3 separate regions of the Pan troglodytes genome follow, and regions 1 and 3 are each linked to region 2. The links are chromatin contacts, called in public Hi-C maps. All regions are on one chromosome and are shown on one strand. The core of a region is the stretch at or near the end of the contact, and the rest is flanking DNA. Distances in the headings are between cores, read along the strand shown. Region 1 holds the start of SNX3 (sorting nexin 3). Region 2 overlaps AFG1L (AFG1 like ATPase). Region 3 has its middle 45 kb from the start of OSTM1.

Region 1 (4,309 bases), core at 360-2,859, 270 kb before region 2:
ATCTCGAATTAAGAGAGCAAGATCCCTAGCCTTTTCTTAAAGCAACTGTAGTTCTGGATTATGAGGTAGGTGACACCACACCTCAGCCTTTGGCAAGGCGGTGGCCCAAAATGCTGAAGTCAACCATGTCCAATCACCCTTCTGGTCTGGCTCAGCCCTATCAAAAATTGTCAGGCTTCTGTGAACTTTCCTTAAGTCCCGTTCAGAAGACTGCACAACCCAGGTTACTTTAGCAGCTCGGGAAGGGCCTGGAGCAGCCGGGTTGGCTTGCTACCTCTGGGAAGTCTCCAGGAAGAGAAAACTGGGAAAAGGCTTTAACTTTGCGCAAGCCCCTTTTCTCTGTCAACATCTCTTTCCCTTCCCAGCGAAGGGATGTGTTCTCGAAAGATCTACCCCTTTCCAACTCAAATGTCATTCCCTGATCAGCTGCTGGAGGGGCAAGCGGCGCTCAACCCACGCCCTCCTCTTCGAGCACCTTCTCCAAGTGCCAGTGCGCCGGGCTCGCTCTGCAGCCCCCCACACCAGCCCTACAGGAAGAGGGGCCCTGGCTCACGACCCCGGCCCGCCTCTGCAAGGGGGCTCCCGGCCTGGGAGGCTGTGGCTGCCCGCGGGGGTCCACTCCTGGGTCGAGTGGGGGTGACCAGAGCCAGCGGGTGGGGTTTCTTGGGAGAGGGGAGAGACGGCCTCACCTTGACCCTGATTTCGTAAGTGGTGAAGCGGCCCCGGCCGACCCCCACCGTCTGCGGGTTGCTCACATCGATCTCGAGGAAGTTGCTGGGGGGTCCGTAGGCGTCATTCAGGTTCTGCGGCTTGGTGATCAGCCGCCTGGTGTCAGCCACGGTCTCCGCCATTTCGCTGTAGCTGCTGCCGCCGCCGCGGGCTCCCTCCGCTCCCTCCGCCCCCTCCGCGTTCAGCCGCCGCCGCCGCCGCCGCTGCTGCCCGCCGTGGGGACACGGGGCTCGCGCGCAGCGGTCGCGAAGAGAACGAGCACGTAGAGCGAGCGTTCACCCCGCACGCGAAGCTCCTCCCCGCGCCCCTCAAGCTTCCGCCTCCGAGCCCAGGGGAGAAACGGCTCACTAGCTGGAACGCCACGCCCGGCTCCCGGGAGGCCCGGCCGAGGCTGGGGAGGGGCACTGCGGGCTGGGGTGTGAGGAGAAGCGGTGTCATGGGACTCGGGGTCGCAAACAGGTTCCGGCCGGACTACAGCGCCCACAATGCACCGCGAGCGCGCCGCCGCGGGGCTGCGGCCGAGAAGGCGAGGACCCAGACGCCCAGAGCCGGCGCTTCCTGTCTCTCTGCGCCAGCCTCGGCCTGCGGCGGGGTAGAGCGCCGGAAACGGCTTTAGCGGCTTTGGGAATTGCGGGCGAAAGTTAAACGGAGAGATCTTAGAGATTTGCCCGCAAATCGAAACAAAACTGCCCCTACTAACTCTGTGCCAACCTGTGCACCGTCTCACTGTGAACCCCTGAAAATGCCTTTCTGGAGAAGGTTAAGCAAATGCCTGAGATGATTTTGCCATAAACCCGAGCGTTGCACCAGACACGCGTCTGGATTGATAGGTTGAAACCAGTGAAGTGGGGGAGTGAAATAAAAACTAAAGCCCTAGTTAAATCCTAGCATTATGGTCAAACCGATTTTGGAGACAGGTCGGTCCGCTAAAACAAAGTAACAGTAGACCGGCTGCAAGCTGCTTTGGGTGTCCACTTTCATTTCTCACGAAGTCCTGATAAGTTTTTTTTTTTTTGAGAAGTATTAAACGTATCTCTACAGGACTGGAAATGTAACTCACATGAGCCATTTTAAGAAACGGGGAGGAAGGCCGGGCACGGTGGCTTATGCCTGTAATCCCAGCACTTTGGGAGGCCGAGGCGGGCGGATCACGAGGTCAGGAGTTCGAGACTAGCCTTGCCCACATGGTGAAACCCCATCTCTACTTAAAAATGCAAAATTAGCTGGGCGTGGTGGTGCGCGCCTGTAATCCCAGCTACTCTGGAGGCTGAGGCAGGAGAATCGCTTGAACCCGGGAGGCAGAGGTTGCAGTGAGCTGAGATCGTGCCATTGCACTCCAGCCTGGGCAATAGAGTGAGACTTTGTCTCAAAAAAAAGAAAGAAAGAAACGGGGAGAAAACTCAATTAATTAGGTCCTAGTTCATCTCTTATGGTCCAATGGGAAATGCAGATTTTAAATGTTGAGATACGGTACATTTCTATCTCTGCCCAGAGAGTTATCCCTCACAACTATTTCTGCATTTTTTAATATGTCAAGTTTAACACTATAATTCCTTTAACCTGATCTTCCCCGCCCCCCTTTTCTTTAGATTTTAAATTATTAATAATTATTTGTGGAGACGGGATCTCACTGTGATTCCCAGGCTGGTCTCCAACTCCCAGCATCAAAGTGATCCTCCTGCCGTGGCCTCCCATATGTGCTGAGATGACAGGTATGAACCACTGTGCTTGGACTAATCTGTCCCTTGAACTGCAAATTTCTTTTGTTTCTTGCTTTTTTTTTTTTTTTTTTTTTTTTTTTTTTTTTTTTTTTGAGACGGAGTCTCGCTGTGTCGTTCAGGCTGGAGTGCAGTGGCGCATCTTGTCTTACTGCAATCTCCACCTTTCGGATTCAAGCGATTCTCCTGCCTCAGCCTCCCGAGTAGCTGGGATTACAGGCGTGCGCCATGACACCCAGCTAATTTTTGTGTATTTTCAGTAGAAACGGGGTTTTACCTTATTGGCCGGGCTGGTCTCGAACTCCTAACCTCAGCTGATCCGCCCGCCTCAGCCTCCCAAAGTGCTGGGAGTACAGAAGTGAGCCACCGTGCCCGGCCAACAGCAACCATTCTTAATAACACTAAGAAACACTGGAATAAAAAGAAATTACTTGGCCGGGTGCGGTGGCTTGCGCCTGTAATCCCAGTACTCTGGGAGGCCGAGGCGGGCGGATCACCTCAGGTTGGGAGTTTGAGACCAGCCTGACCAACATGGAAAAACCCCGTCTATACTAAAAATACAAAATTAGCCGGGCGTGATGGCGCATGCCTGTAATCCCAGCTACTCGGGAGGCTGAGGCAGGAGAATTGCTTGAACCTGGGAGGCGGAGATTGTGGTGAGCCGAGATCGTGCCATTGCACTCCAGCCTGGGCAACAAGAGCAAAACTCCATCTCAAAAAAAAAAAAAAAAAAAGGCATTACTTAAATACAATGTATATTATTTTCCAGAAAACAACATTCATTTATTAATTCAACAAATATTTGTTGAAGACCTACTAGATGTTTTCATTCTAAGTACTAGAGATGAAAGGGTAGATAAGTCAGGTTTATAGCCTAGTATATAGTCTATCTTAGGGAGACAATTCAGTAAATAATACACCTGCCAATATAATTGGTGCTATGAGGCAAATAAAACTGAATAATGTGACAGATAGTGACAGACAAGCTCATTAGATATTAATGCTGGGCATGTCTCCTAATGCAACAGACCAAATGGGAATTTGACTGGTATGATTAGAAATGTAAGCTCAATAAATACATATCAATGACTCTGAATTGAAGTCTATGCAAGCTAAGAGACCAGGAACTACTGTATTATGTTGTCATCGGTGACACCTGAACGAAGCAATCATGGAATATTCTCATAGAATGCTTCTGTCTGATTCCTTGGCGACCACTCAGGGCAGCAGTGGGCAGCCAGAACAAATGCCTGCAGTGGGGAAGCGGCTAGGAGGGACAGCAGCACAGCATCATAGCACAGTTGTATAGCCAAAGAAGACCTTCTTGGTGTAAATATCAGGAAAAAAAATTATCCTTATTTTTCAGGAATTGTGATTGCATTTCTAGAATACAAATCCAGAAATAATAAGCTACTAGAATTAACAAGAGAATGTAGTGGCAAGACAGAAATAAAGAATGTAATAGCTTTCCTTTGTCTATGCAATATCTAGTTAGAATGGAAATGGAAGAAAATACCCTGTTTGCAAGTGACCAGAAGTACAAAATATCTAGGAAGGAAGGGATAGGAACTATAAGGAGCAAAGGGAATGTAGGAATAAAACTATGAAATTGTATTCAAAACCTAAAGAGAAAAGAGTCTATGTTCCTGGATGGGAGGACTTAATATCAGAAAAAGTCACTATCTAAAATTAATAACTTAATACAATTAGAATCTCAATGTGGTTAGTTTTACTACTCACCCACTCCCACCTTGGATGAGTGGGTGGCACTGAGTCAAGTTTTTTTTTTTTTTTTTTTTGAGACAGAGTCTCACTCTGTCACCCAGGCTGGAGTGCAGTGGCACAATCTCGGCTCACTGCAA
Region 2 (4,728 bases), core at 479-2,978:
CTCTCCTTGCAGCATGCTGCCCCCGCCCTTGCCGCCAACTCTGCCGTGAGATGGACCTAATAGGAAATAGGAAAGAACGCCTGACAAGCCTGCTTCACAGGAAATCTGATTTGTCCTTCACTGAGCTCATCTTTTGCTTCTTTGAGTAAAACCTGGCTTTACTAACTATTGTCACAAAGTGGATCTTCGGCTGTGGATGAGTGTGAAAAACAGAAAAAATATAAAATCCACAAAATCTTGTGAAAATTAAGCATTTGGGGGAAGGTAAGGCATAGGTGAGTCAGTCCAATGAATACAATGGTCAACATAAGTAAGCTCTTTGAACCTATTTATTTTCTATTTATTATTATTTTTATTTTTTATATCTTGGCCACTCTAGCCATCTCCTGGCAGGGGTAGTGTGGCACAGCATGGCCCTATTTAATTTCTTAGTCAATAATCCATCACATAGTCTCTTTTAGATATTAACCTAATTAAGGCAAGCAGGTAGATGGATGAGTACCCAAGCCGAGAGAAGAGTTTAAATCAAGCCTTCTATAAATGAAATGTGGTTTAAAGATATTTTTATTGAAGTGAAACACAGTAATTTCAAAGAGGTTATGTAATAGGGAGAAAGGATGGGAAATAACCACTTTGTGCTGGATTGAATGCTATATATTTACATTAGCTCAGTTAAAAAAAATAGTCTTAGAAAGTGAATATTATAACCCCTGTTTAAAAATAAGAAAACTGAGTCTTGGGAAAGTTAAGTAGCTTGACCTGAGATTCACAGTTTACAACTACAAAACTCATATACTATATTTTATACCACACTGTCTCTTACTCTTACTATTTAAAAAAAAGAGATTGTTTTAAAAATTGATTCATTTAACTCAGTGAATGAAGTTGAAGATAAATTTACAACAGAACCATTGATTTGAACTCAGTGAATATAAAATGTTTAACTTTATTCTTTAGATCTTAGCTTTTTACTTTTCACATTCCTTTGGTAATTATTCTGTATCTTAATTTTTAAAAAAATCATGTGAATGGACAGACAGATAGATGGACAGTATGACCGATAGACAGACCTGTCCCTGAGTGTGAGTGTATGTAGAAGAGTCCCCCTGTCAAGTTATGTTATAAAAGTTCATCTGAGGTCAGATATTGGGAATAAAGTTTCATTTTTCCATTGAAACAATCACGTAATGTTAGTTGGGGTGCTGGTCAAACGCATAGAAGCCTATGTAATTCTCAGTGTAGCTTCCCTATAATGTCATTTTGGTACGAAAGAACTTAAACCCTGAGAAAAAAACTGTAGCTCAGTCTCCACCTAAGTAACTGGAGCATGTGCCCACTTCTGTGCCCCCAATCCGCAATCTCCTTCCCCAGTTCCAGGGGCCTGCTGGGATTGGCTGCAGTGGAAGAGGCTCTTTGAGCTGGGAGAAGGGTTTATGCAGAAAGTGGGGCTAGAAGGCTTTGGCTGGATCTCTGGAGGGGAGGGAGTTCCATGGTGGCTGGAAATCTCCAAAGTTGGTTTCATAAAATAGCATGCAAGAAAAAAACCCAAGTCTTCAAGAATAGCCATCACTAGGAAACAGTATGGTAGCTCTACTAAAAGAAAAGTAATGCCAACATGAAAAACAACCCCTAGATTGGAGAGCAACATTTCACTTTGTATGTCTTTCTTCTGAGCCCTGCCCCTATTACATTCTCAGCATTCCAGTCTTTCTCCATAGAAGTCTCTCAGCAAATGCTCTTTTTTTGAAATGCTTTAAATGTATACTTTGAGACAGAGGTTTGAGCTGAGTACTGCTGTGGAAAGCTCCTGCTCAATTCAAAACACAGACGGGGGGGATGTCTTTAGAGTCAGGAGAAAACATCATGTGCCAAGGGTGCTCTCCAAACTGATGACTAGTTCCCAGACTTAACAGAGGTCAAGCGGAGAAAAAGGAAAACTTTCTTTAGAGAAGAAAAAGAAAAATCTTATCACTTCTCATATTTCTTTAGGCAGTGTATGAGCTTATTTGCTGATATCACTAATCCTGAGATGAAAAACAGGATGGACTTAAGTAATTTTTAACCTATTTCTGAGGCCAAAAAGACTGTAGTATTATTTTAATCAAATTTATGCATTTTCAGTGGGACTTCAAATTTTAATAATAAGGCAATACTTTTATCTTCTTAAAGTATATTTCCTGTACTTATAAGTGTGCAAATGACATAATTTTAAAATTAGTTGGAATATTGAAAAAAATTAAAATTTCACTTGTAAAATAAGTGGATGTGCTTATATCCATTTATTTATTTAAGAAACACATGATGTTTTCTGTGTCCTGGGCATGGTTCTATGTGCTTTATAAATAAACTCTTTTGATCCATATAACAGTCTTATGAGATAGGTGCCATTATAATCATTTTATAGACAGGGAAGCTGAGACACAGAAAACAGCTAAAACAGATTAATGAATTGCTAAGATATAACCGAAGTCAATAAAATTAGCAAAGTGCTAACGTATTAAATTTTCCATTTCATTGCCTCTGTCCTGAAAACAGTATTGCTGGTCCAAGTAACTTGAACCTACACTTGACGGCTGCTTTATCTGAGATTAAAAACATGCAGAAGGATTGGGCGCCTGGGTCCCTGACATTTGGGTTCCTGATCAGTTACGGGAATCTGTCTTGCAGCAAGTCTGTAAGTTACCTTTATTAGATTTACTAATCTCAAAAGAAGTCACTTGCTGGTAGGAAAGGATTTTCTTTGGAAATGAGTTTATAACTTCTTTTACAGTCAGAATTAAGATGAATGTTCCCTATTGGCATATAGCAGTTCATTTTTCTGGAACAGAAAATTACAAATGTTAAAATCTGCCCTCTTGTCGAGTGTCTACTGACTCAGTCCAGCAGCTCACTAGGACCCTCACATCTGTTGCCCTAGCTGGTCATTTGGTCCAGTCAAACATGCCTGTCCACTGGCCTTTCGTCTGTGCTGTGTGGAGCCATCAGTCTGTCTTACCTGCTTGCCTAGGGGGCTTTCCGGATGTCGTCCCGAGAATTTTCCTGTCTCAGGGCTGTACTTTCTGGGTTCCCGGTGGTTGATTGCTGGTCTCTAATGATGCAGTGGGAAGGGCTTGAGATCTGGCATTGGAAAATTCAGTTCTGCTAATTATTGTTTTGTGACCTCGACCAAGATAGTGCTCTGAGCCTCAGTTGTGTCATCTTATAAATGGGAATCATAATGCCCATTTCATAGAGTTACTATGAGGATTGTTGGTGAAAAGCGCTTTGCAAATGGCAAAGGATTAAACGAACATCAGTTATTATTGATACTAATGATTATGATCATAAATCCTACTTTCTGCTTTGTGTTATAGCCTTTTGAGGAATGCAAAACAGAAGACACATTCCAACCCACTGGTTTCTAACAGAAGGGAAAAGATACGCATTAAATGGCTAGACACCAAGAGCACACGGGTCTGGCTTAATGAGATGCTGGAGAAGATTGTTAAATTCAAATCCATGTTTTCAGGATTAATACAGAAAATGAATTGTTGCTTGTTTGGTGAACATCAAAGATTTCCCAGAAAGAGGGCACCATCTTGTGGTCAGTAGCATGAACTGACAGGAGAAAAAAAAAAAAAGGCCAGTGGTTCTCAAGGCTACACATTCCTAGGCCTAGGTCCACCTCCAGGGTCAGGTATGGTGGGTCAGATGTGGGGCCCCAGCATCAGCACTTGTTAATGTTCCTTGTAAGATTCTAAGGTGCAGCAGGGTTGATCACCGCCAATCAGGCAGGCCGTGGAGCTCTTGCCTGTGACTACACAGCCGGTACGCACAGAGAGCCCTGCCTGCAGCTGGGTCGTGACTCTGGGCGCCTGATGCAGAGACCACGGCACTTTCCAGGGAGCAGAGGCTGTTGCTATGATTCCTGGAGCCCAGGTCATCAGCACACTGGCACACACAAAGTCACCTCCCAGAGCCCACCCCTCTCCTCCCTGGGGACCAAGGCTCCTCTGCCTTTCTTCTCCACCCACACTAACAACGTCAAAATAGGTAACCACGCAGCACTTCCTAGTTTAGAAAGCACTTTAGGAGGCCAAGGCGGAAGGATCATTTGCTCCTACCATACTCGTCGTCCACAGCAAATTCTGCAAGGGAGATGCGATTATCCTACTACCCATGAGGAAACTGGGGCACTCGGAGGGTAAGTGGTTTCACAAGCATATCGAGTAAGCACATGTCTTCTGGATCCCGACCCTGTGCTCTGCAGCCCTTCTGGTAGTAGTAATAATAGTAGCCCCCATTTTAAAGTCATCGTGGGTCTTGAGGCTAGAACAGGAAAGATGTGGGTGTAGGGGTATGCACAAGGGTGTTGTTTTGCACAACCCCATATGTGATGGCAAAGAACTGGAATCAGTGGTTGGCAAACTTTGAAATATTTAATCTTCACAATAATTGAGAGAGTGTCCTACTTTGTCACCCAGGCACAATCATGGCTCGCTGCAGCCTTGACCTCCCAGGCTCAAGTGATCCTTCCACCTCAGCCTCCTAAGTAGCTGGGACTACAGATATGCACCACCATGCTGAGCTAATTTTTAAAAATTTTTTTAAAACACAGATGGGCTCTGGCTATGTTGGCAGGGCTGGTCTCGAACTCCTGGGCTCAAGTGATCCTCCCACCTTGGCCTCCCAAAGTGCTGGAATTATAAGCATGAGCACCACGTTTGGCCCCACTTTCCACTTTCAAAA
Region 3 (4,469 bases), core at 289-2,788, 410 kb before region 2:
CCGCCTCCGCGCCTCCCGCGGCCCTGCCCCACCGCCCCGCGGCCGGCCGGTGGAGGCTCTCTCGACCCATCCCCTGGAAAATGAAAGTACCCCAGAAGCACAAGTTGGCCTGCAGAGCGCGAGAGCGCTGAAAGGCCGCTGACAGCAAGGACCGCGCGTGCACCTTGCGGCCCCGGACCCTTCTCAGCCCGAGGAGTTTGGGCTTCAGGCCCTCCCAGACACGGTGCAAGGAGAGGCTCGGGCTGCCGCCCCCGAGTCCACGAGCGCCGGAGCAGTTCCCGCCCTCGAAGTTCCTCTCCGGGAGAGAGGGAGAGAGCGAGGGAGAGAATGAGACAGGGAGGGAGGGAGAGAGGGGCGCGCGGCTTCTGAGGCGACCCCTCCCGGAGATGCTGCGGCCGCGCCGGGAATCCGCCCAGCGACCTGCTCTGCCCGGCCTTCTTAGAAATAACTTTGGCCCTCACTTGGCTGTAGCAGAAAGGAATCGAGGCCCCCGTCCATAATCGCAGGTGTCGGCGTGGAAAGGAGCCACGCGTGCACACTCATGGGTCTCACCGCGCGGGCTTCCGCGGCCCGGCAAGCCGCTGCGCCTGCCTCGCCGGCGGCCCACGGAGCCCGTCCGAGCGTGCCCTGCACACCTGCGCCCGCGCGAGGACCCAGACGCCGAGGCCGTGCGCCCGCCGGGCTGCGGGGGCCGTGGGCAGGGGGCGCAGGGGGCGGCCGGCGCGGCGGCTGAACCCGGGCTGGCGAGGCCCAGCCGCCTGCGGGGCCCGGAGCGGGAGGTACCGGCTAGGGGCGCGTTTCTTTCGCATCCACACCCCGCCCCCACCCCTCTCTCCAGGGATTTCTTTCTTTTCTTTTTTTTTTTTTGTATCCAGGCACAGCTGGGGGCTCCCTCACCACCCACCCCTGGCCTCCCCATACAGAATAAAGTCAGTCTGTATTTAATGGTTATGGCGGATGTGAGGGGGATTTGGCAGAGGCAGAAGAGAGGCCTTTCGCTCTCAAATATCGTCCCTTACGTCGTGTGAGTCTACCAACCCACCACGACCTCATATTCTTGTGCGGGTGTCTGACTCGAATGACAAGCGAGCTGATTTTTTCAGTACATAGCTGGGAAATGTAGTGAGTGATAATAGAGATTTCTCTTTCATTTTTTACGCTTGACTTGGTTATTGTTGCTTTTCTTTTCCCGTGATTCCTTCTGAGGATTAGCTCTGACTTCCCCACTATTGGCGGTCAAAGTGGCCCCGACTCGGGATGACAATTGACGGGGATCAAGGGATTGCCCATTCTGTGCCTGTAAGAACCGATTCGTGCCAGAGAAACTCATCAAGTGGAGGCGGAGAATAAAGACCGTTCGGGGGTAAATGTATTCATTGAGAAGGGTTCTCCCAAATTGCTTCTAAGTTTTTTTAATGAAAAGTAACGATTGCGGCAATCAGCGGCTTTTTGGCGGATTACAAATCTGGAGGGAGCTGCGGCGCTGCATTGAAAAGTGCCCCCGCCTTCGCACCGGGCAGCCGGTTCACAGGAGCAGCGCGAGGGGCGGGGGTCCGATAGCGGGACAAAGGCGGGGAGGGGGCGAGCGGAGGAGGGCGGCTCGGGGCGCCCGGGCGCGCATCGGGCAGGAGACGCGGAGGTGCCCACCCCAGCGCAGGCGTGGCAGGGCGCCCCCCACCGAGGAAGGCGAGGGGCAGGGTGCAGGAAGGGGACCGAGGGAGGTCTACCGCAGCACCACCAGCACTGGGGAGATTCCGGGCATCTGGAGCGAGGAAGGTGTGCTATAGGGGTTGAGTCCATCACCGTGGAAGTCCGGGGAATGGGAGGTGCGACTCGGTCCCCCACCTCTACCCCGGGCACGGTGGTGTCTTCTTTTAAAGACGTCTCACTTCGCAATTGGAATCGAAGCGTGGGCCGGTGTCGGGTCTTCCTGGTGTTACAGGCAGGAGGAGGGAAAACTGAGTCCTTCCTGGGATGGGGCAGGACCCTCACACGCAAGACCCCACTGAGCTGGACTGGCGCGGGGGCGGATCCCTTCTCCCAAATGCTTCCGAATGGCGCGCGACCTGGTCCCCTCTGCCACACGGACCCTGCGCGCACGCCCTGGCCCTGGCGGACTCTGGGGACACGTTCTCCAGGCCCGCACGGCGCCCCGGCCTAGGCCGCAACGCCCCCCGCCCAGAGGAGTTGCCTCAGAAGATGGGCAGGGGACACACTAGAGGGCAGGGAAAAATCGCTGTTCCCACAGAGGCTGAAATCAGCAGCAGCAGCCTCAGGCAGCGGCATTCAGCCTGACTTTTTATACGTTTATTTTTAAAAGTGTATCTTAGCAGGGGGGTGGGAGGTATGTTTCTTTGCTGGGACTTCTTTAAGGCTCTCTGAAGTAAATAGGGGTGGGGGGGGCGCAGAGAGACAAGGGTGGAGAAGAGGAGAAGAAAAAGAAAGACTCTCCCTCTCCTTCCCCCCTCCTCAAGTTTAAGAATAAATCCAGCAGGCAAGTCCGCAGCCCTGAAGGTTTAACTTTTTTTCTTTGCAGCTTGTCAATGCGACCATTGCTTTGATGGGAGGCTCCTCAAGGTGACACATTTCTGAACTTCACCCTCTTTTCAAACTAACTCCCTACCTCCTTGTTAGTGGCCAGCTCTGAACTTCTGCAGAGTGTTTTTGTGTGAGTCAAGGCTCATTCACGGGCGCCTTTGTGGGCCTCTCCTCCTTTCAGGCCTCAGCGTGTTACACCAATTAAAGGGCGACGTGCTGTAAATGTAATGGGCCGCGCAGCGATTGTTTCTGACAAGCAACAAAACACATAGATCCACCCCTTAGATTAGGCCGTTGAAGGGGAGGTTGAGGCCGGTCAGTTTACTGAATAGTTTGTGAACTGTAATTCTGAGGGCTCATGTGAAAAAAAAAAAAAAAAGTCTCTTCCCACCTCCCTCGCCTTGCTCCTCCTTCCCAAAAGCTAAAAAAAAAAAAAAAAGAAAAAGAAAAAAACAAGTGACATCCATGGGGCAGAATGGGGTCACTAGAGAAAAAACCTATGTGAGGGGCTTGGTCTGTTACTTGGACAGTCCTGAGAGCCCCTTCAGCTCTTTGCCCTCCCCGCTTACTCTTTGAAAACGTCCAGCCTGGCCCTCAGTTTTACTGGCCACAGCAGCCTTCTCCTCTGATGGCAGGCCTGACCCCCCCGCAAGAGGACTTGAGATCAGGGCAGGAATGAGAGAAAGTTGGGTTGTCTTGGAGAATTCTGCTGGGGTTTGACCTGGTCCTGGTGGGACACTGATGAGTCACAGGCTGTGGACACCCCCACCCATTCCTCCCCTGGAAGGAACTTCACCCTCTGTCTCTCCCTCCAGCCCCCAGTTCTTTCCGCAGCCCCGGGTGCTGCAGAGGCCTGGGCTGTCTCTAGCCTCCTGAGATTTCCTCCTCTTTTCCAGCACCTGGCATCCATCCTGGTTCCTGCAACTCTGTCATCACCTGACTGTTAAGGAGCACGATTCACCTGGAAAGGAAAGGGTTAGAGATAATCTGCTCCATCATCCTCACAAATCCTGGGGCCCAGAGAAGTGACTGGACCAAGATCACCAAGCCAGGCACTGAGCTGCAACTGGAATTCAGCTCTCTCACCTGCCAGGCCATCCCATCCCACATATCACCACCTTCCCACACCTCACTGTCTGACCCCTGAACTTGCCCAAAGGACCTCAACCCCGCCCCCGCCCCAACTCAAGGATGGCTGACCTTTCAGCCCCCATCATCTTTGTCCTCAGGCGATTCTAGCTTCTGAGGCTTCACGCAGGTGTTCCTCCCCCAACTCCCCCAGCTCCTTTCCTTCCAGCTTCTGCCCATCTCTAGCTTTCTCAGCCCAGCTCCGTTCAACAAATAGTTATTGACTGTCAGTTATGTACAGCGGGTGTTTTGCCTTTTCTATGAAACTTCCCCAGCTACTCTTCCTCAGTATGCTCCTCCCCACTTAGACTCCTCTACCTCCCTTGTCCATCACTTTCTGTTTGGAAACCTACGCATTATTCAAGCCCCTGCTCACATAACACTTCTGTAAAGCCATGCCAGGGTGGAAAGACCCCGAGGGAGGAAAGTGGGCCTGATGGAGGAACTGAACGAAGTCCCGTGTGGCTGGAGCAGAATGAGGCTGGGGAGAGGGGCAAAGGTCAGGTCTCAAACAGCCTTGTGGGCCACACAGGGATTTTGAATTTCACCCTGGAAGCAATGGGAAGCTATTGAACAGGTTTGAGCAGTGAAGCCCCCCTTGTCTTGACTGAACTTTTGGAGAATAGAAACTACATGCTTTTCATCTTTGTGTTCCTCTACTCCTACCAATGTCTGGCACGCGATGCCCAAGAAACTTTTGCTGAACCAATGAACCCATAACTCATTAAGCACATACTACCCAGCCCTTCCTTAGCTCTTCATGGTGGCTAACCAGGTTGTAAGTAACCAAGATGGCAGAAACC

What was found. Hi-C and Micro-C count contacts between places; a contact is called where the count stands out from the background.
Region 1: a Hi-C map of stem cell-derived neural progenitor cells shows a contact between it and region 2, with 2.4 times the contacts expected there. The contact joins the promoter of SNX3 here to the enhancer-like site in region 2. A contact is called at or near these places in 1 of 7 Hi-C or Micro-C datasets (stem cell-derived neural progenitor cells) and 1 of 1 datasets of contacts at active chromatin or transcription factors (stem cell-derived excitatory neurons).
Region 3: a Hi-C map of stem cell-derived neural progenitor cells shows a contact between it and region 2, with 8 times the contacts expected there. The contact joins two enhancer-like sites. A contact is called at or near these places in 4 of 7 Hi-C or Micro-C datasets (blood, induced pluripotent stem cells and stem cell-derived neural progenitor cells), 1 of 1 datasets of contacts at active chromatin or transcription factors (stem cell-derived excitatory neurons) and 1 of 1 other capture datasets (stem cell-derived neural stem cells).

Annotation. Positions count from the first base shown.
Region 1 is chr5:120,170,545-120,174,853 of NHGRI_mPanTro3-v2.0_pri, forward strand. It overlaps SNX3 (sorting nexin 3), which reads right to left and starts at 1,610. Exons shown (of 4, transcript XM_001149032.7): 1 at 690-1,610. The coding sequence starts at 851.
Region 2 is chr5:120,439,688-120,444,415 of NHGRI_mPanTro3-v2.0_pri, forward strand. AFG1L (AFG1 like ATPase) reads left to right here. Exons shown (of 16, transcript XR_010158135.1): 14 at 13-275; 15 at 2,536-2,674; 16 at 3,354-4,728. Among named protein-coding and RNA genes, the nearest start is that of FOXO3, 34 kb to the right of the region's middle. Within about 2 kb of position 1,729, at least 4 of the 24 cell types and tissues checked have an H3K27ac peak or open chromatin away from gene starts, as enhancers often do. A contact at or near this core is called in stem cell-derived neural progenitor cells and stem cell-derived neural stem cells, where this site is marked.
Region 3 is chr5:120,029,188-120,033,656 of NHGRI_mPanTro3-v2.0_pri, forward strand. No RefSeq gene overlaps it. Among named protein-coding and RNA genes, the nearest start is that of OSTM1, 45 kb to the left of the region's middle. Within about 2 kb of position 1,539, at least 8 of the 24 cell types and tissues checked have an H3K27ac peak or open chromatin away from gene starts, as enhancers often do. A contact at or near this core is called in stem cell-derived neural progenitor cells and stem cell-derived neural stem cells, where this site is marked.